Linked DNA regions of Gossypium hirsutum: region 1 is linked to region 2. The links are chromatin contacts, called in public Hi-C maps. All regions are on one chromosome and are shown on one strand. The core of a region is the stretch at or near the end of the contact, and the rest is flanking DNA. Distances in the headings are between cores, read along the strand shown. Region 1 holds the start of LOC107925448. Region 2 has its middle 8.3 kb from the start of LOC107933338.

Region 1 (2,700 bases), core at 13-2,512, 330 kb before region 2:
GGTTCAAAACAAACTCTTTAAGTATCGAAAGGGCTCTAATTTGCCGCAACGAATTGTTGTAGATCATGTGCCAAATACTAACCCATAAAAGGGGTTAAAAGTTCTTTACAACTATCTCTTATATATATATGTATTATCTATATTATTAATAAAATCCCTAACTGAGTTGGTGTTACAGGCTAACTTTGGTACCAACTTGATTAGGAAATTATGAAAATGCCCTTCCGTATTTAAAATAAGTCATATCATTTGAGGGCATTTTAGTTTTTTATTTTAACAAAAACCAAGAAAAAATGCATATAAAGAGATTTAAACTCATGCTAATTGGATAAATAAAATTTTAAATTTCCCACTCAACTAAAGCATTATTTTGATTTTTTTATACATTTTTCTAATATGCACAATTTATTATCTCTACCAGTTGTATATATCTATGCTATTTATTAAGTTGGTGTCACTCCAACCATGTTACCAATTTGGTTAAAAGTTACGAAAATGCCCTTCCATAATTAAAATAAGTTATAATATTTGTGAATATATTAATATTTTCATTTTAATAAAAACCAATTAAAATATGCATATGGTTGGATTTAAACCCGAGCCAACTGGATTAGTAAAATCTTAAATTTACCACTCAACCAAAACTTCATTTTGATGTATTTATATATTTTTATTTTAATATGCACAAGTTATTATTTCTGTTAGCTGTATATTTATATTATTAATAAAATCCCTGACTGAGTTGGTGTGTCACGGGTTAACCAGGTACTAACTTGGTTAGGAAATTATAAAAATGTCATTTCGTATTTAAAATGAGCAAAATCTCTAACTAAGTTGGTGTCACGAGTTAACCGAGTACTAACTCGATTAGGAAATTAAGAAATGTTTAAATTATTATAAAAATGCATTTAGTGCTTTTATCTGATATATTTATATGTTTAAATTTTCTTTTACTTATAATTTAATTTATTTTTATTTTAATATGGTACATATTTTTTATATTATTATGATTAATTAGTTTTAAATAATATGTTTGGTTGTTTATTGTATGTTTATTCTAAACATATGTTTTGGTATTAATTATATTTATATCGATTTGCCATCTCTCCCATTCCCAACTCTTCTCTCGCTATCAGGTTTTGGAGTGCGCACGTTAGCATATCCCTTCTCTAACCTACGCACCTGAAGGTAAGTCCTTATCCTACGCTTCATTTTTCTCCCTTGTTTCCTTTTAAAAAAATAAAAGTAAAATATAGAAATTAGCATACAAAACCGAAACCCTAATTAGAAACTAGAATAAAATTCTGGAGCCAGTTCCCCCCTTCTCATTTCGTAGTTACAGTGAGATTGATCTGTTCTTTTATTCTTGTTTATATTGTGTTTCTTATAATTATTTTAATCAGGGAATATTGAGGGAGGGAAAATCTAGGGTTAGGACTTTGATACTTTGGCGGGGATCATCGGCATCCGTCAAACGGGTTAACAGCTCGGGTCGGACCCTCCCATGGCAAATTCCGGTGGCGGGAATAAGTTCGTTTCAGTGAATCTGAACAAGTATTATGCCCAACAATCATCTAAACAGCATTACCATTCACATCATTCGGGTTCCTATGGGTCAAATCGGGCACGTACCGGTGCTGGCAATGGAGGAATGGTGGTTCTTTCACGTCCTCGTAGCTCCCAAAAGAGTGGGTCCAAGTTATCTGTTCCACCCCCCTTGAATTTACCATCATTGCGAAAGGAACATGAGCGATTTGATTCTTTGGGACCCGGTGGTGTGCCCGCCAATGGAGGCGCTTCCGTGAGTGGGCCAAGGCCTGGTTCGTCCGGAATGGGATGGGCCAAACCCGGTTCAGTTGCTTGGCAGGAGAAAGAAGGGTTGGTTGGTGGTGATGATCATGTGAATGACGGGGTTGATCGTTTGAATGCTGATGATGGGATGACTAAGGTAAGTAGTGGTGTTTATATGCCGCCTCCTGTTAGGTCAGGGTCAACTTCCTCCACATCTGCTTCAGCGATAGGTTGTCTGCCTTTGGATAAAGCTACAGTTTTGAAGAGAGAGGAATTTCCTTCATTGCAAGCAGCATTACCTGTTGTATCAGGGGCTGAAAAGAAACAGACAGATGGTTTGAATCAGAAGCAGAAGCAATTGGCGATGGCAGGTCAGGAGTTGTCTGATAAGCATGGGGACGGATCGCGATCAAATTCAGTTACTGATATGCTTCCTCAATTGCGGTCGGGGAGAATTGCCGTTGACAGTGAATTGAGTGAGAAAGGTGGAGAAGCTCGTCGTACAAGTGGTTCTCGTTTATTAGAACAAGGCAGGAAGCAGGATGAGTACTTCCCGGGGCCGCTTCCTTTGGTTCGATTGAATCCAAGATCTGATTGGGCTGATGATGAGCGTGATACAGGTCATGTTTCGGACCACAGGAAGGATCAGGGTTACTCGAAAACTGAAGCGCACTGGGATAGAGATTTCGATATGCCAAGGGCTGGTGTACTTCCACATAAACCAGCTCACGGTCTTTTTGACAGGAGGGGACTGCGTGACAATGATACTGGAAGAACACTTTCCAGTGAAGTCGCTAAATTGGACCCCTACAGCATCGATGCAAGACTACCAAGTAGAGAAGTGCGGGAAGGAAATGCATGGAGAGCATCTTCTCCTCTTCCTAAAGATGGAATTGGGACTCAAGAGAT
Region 2 (2,700 bases), core at 12-2,511:
TAAAAGGGATAATCGCAAATTTAGAAATTCTAATGATTTCATCTCATTGTTTAGTTACAAATACAAAAAAAAAAATTAAGAAAAGCTATACGAGATTTGAAAGAAAAAATGTTTAAATAAGATATATTCGTCTGATAATTTTTTAACATATTTAAATTTATTAAACTTATTATTTATTATTATATTTAATTTTATTATTAATTAAAATATTTAATTTTAGAAAATATTTTTATTGATATTTATATTTTTTTTAATAATTTATGTAAACTAACTAAAATTGAAGATTAGTTTTAATGGTTAAAGTATAATTTTAATTGTCAAAAGTCATGTGTTTGAATCTTGTTGGAATCAAAATTTTAAATATTTTTGGAAAAGTTATGAAGAGTCGAATATCTGTAGATATTTGAGATTCGAATAACAAATGCAGACTCGGCTAATAGATATCCAAGGGGTCTATTTGCATCTCTAGCGGATAGTAATTTTGGTATCTGAATTTGCAAATTTCATATTGAATATTTACAGATATCCGAATCCGTAATCCAAATTAACTTATCTAGTTAGTAATTTTTTAAAATTGAATGTAAATCAAAATTCATATAAACTTTACACATTGAATAAAAATAATTTTAATATTCATCCAAAAATATGGTTAATTTTAGGAGTTCTTTTTCTTGTATTTTAATATATGGGGATTATCCCAAAAGGATGATGAATGAATTCTAACCCATCAATATGGGCAGATCAAATGATTATTATCTTTTTAAGAAAAAAGTAAAGATGAATTCTTTAAATGATTCGTAAATTGTCTGTCTATACTTATAATATTCTTCAAATCTAAACTTTTTTCCCTTTGTTATTATTATTATTTATCCACAAACACAGCTCCTGCTTGATTCAAGGAAAGCCATTTTTGATACTTTGATAGCTTTGAAGATTTTTTACTTTTATCAGTTATCACCCATCTTGAAAAACCTTATCCACAGTATACAAGAGAAATCATTTATACCAAAAGGTAAATAATATAGACAAAAAAATTTAATTAAACTATTCTTTTTCATAAACCTCCAATCAATGGAAGTGAATTGAAGTACGGTGTTTCATAATTTAAGTCATCGTTAAAAGTGGTCCATTATTAATTAATAATAGGAAGAAAATTGACGAAAACTGTAATGAAATATGAAACTGGCACTTTAAAAGGGGGTGGTCTAATGGGGCTAATGGAATTTGTCGTGTTGCTCAATTAACCTCGAGAACTCTACAGAGTGTTGGCAATTCTGATCTGCCTCAAACAATATAGAACCATCGGTTGCTGCCAATGTGCAGTGCTTTCCCACTAACGTTTCACGTGTACTTTTTTATTGGTTAAATTTTGATAGTTTCCTAAATTCTTGGACCACCTTATATATGGAAGAAGTTGGGCATTCTTTATTCTTTTCAAAAACCAAAAATGTACATTTCTTTCTAGAATTTAACTCAGTACAGATCAGTTCACATTGTAAAAATATGTTGTCAATAGTTTCTTACATATGTATCGAGTCCATGTAGGGAAGTGTGATTGTAGATATTAAATTTTGAAATTTTAATGCTTTGGATACAATATATAAATTAACTGATTTCGTTTTCCATTTAAAACAAACATTATTGATAACATGTCAATACAGACAGAAAACACCTAGTGCCAAGTTGGCAAGCCATCTCTGCTCAGTATATGTACCAAAGAAGATGTCGGTGAATTCATTCAGTCTTCTAGACTCATCCTCTTTTTAGCCTGACTAGCAACCCTGTCTGCAGCGCCATTAGCTTCTCTCTTAACAAAGGTATATATATTACTTCTTGAAACACTCTTTTACAAATCTCCTCTACATGAAAAATTCTTCGACTACTTAGTTGGGTAGAAAAGTGGAAGTATAGGAGCATGGAGTGGAAAAGTGGAAAATTGTAACCTCTCTAACCCCGCTTAATTATTAGACCTGAATTCGGAAGATTACATTAGCCACCGAAATGACCCAATAAGTTATTGGAGTTTTGAAAACAATCATTTTAAAAAATTTGATTATTTTAGAAGAGAAGTTAGTTAATTATCGACTTATTTATTACTCAAAATTTAGTTATAACTTAGCAGTGGAAAAGTAATAATAGTTTATATTTTTCATAAAAACTAAAGTTCATGCATAACTAATTAATATTTATATTTCAGTAACCTAAAATCAAATTAAAAGTCATGTATGCTAAAAGAAAACAAATCCTAAATCCCACAAAACAATTCAAAATTAAATAATACAATCTCTGAATAATAAAATATCAAATAATAAATATAAATATTTTAATAAATAAAGCCGAGCAGAGACCCTCCGAATGTCGTGTCCGCGTCCTAACCTAGTGGGTTATTTGTAAGGATGAAAATTAAAGGGGGAGTGAGCTATGATGCTCGGTGTGAGTTTAATCACAAGAAAACCAATGCAAATGATTAAACATATTAATATGTCACATAGAAATAATTTTCAATGACACTTTCAGAATACCTATGTTTCAGATCACTCACAATATACATATACATGTCATATTAGAAATCCCAGATTTGAATGTATATGTTTTTATGGATGCCATATAGTTTCGATTTTAATAGCATAGATCCTACCCCACCGCTACACACCACAATGGGAGTTCCCCTGAACTCCAACCACCAGCACACAAGATTGT

The links. Hi-C and Micro-C count contacts between places; a contact is called where the count stands out from the background.
Region 1: a Hi-C map of leaf shows a contact between it and region 2, with 2.6 times the contacts expected there. The contact joins the promoter of LOC107925448 here to the enhancer-like site in region 2. A contact is called at or near these places in 10 of 34 Hi-C or Micro-C datasets (callus, hypocotyl and leaf).

The regions. Positions count from the first base shown.
Region 1 is chrA12:21,739,178-21,741,877 of Gossypium_hirsutum_v2.1, reverse strand. It overlaps LOC107925448, which reads left to right and starts at 1,262. Exons shown (of 7, transcript XM_016856139.2): 1 at 1,262-2,700. The coding sequence starts at 1,505.
Region 2 is chrA12:21,409,367-21,412,066 of Gossypium_hirsutum_v2.1, reverse strand. No RefSeq gene overlaps it. Among protein-coding and RNA genes, the nearest start is that of LOC107933338, 8.3 kb to the left of the region's middle. Within about 2 kb of position 1,261, at least 2 of the 9 cell types and tissues checked have an H3K27ac peak or open chromatin away from gene starts, as enhancers often do. A contact at or near this core is called in leaf, where this site is marked.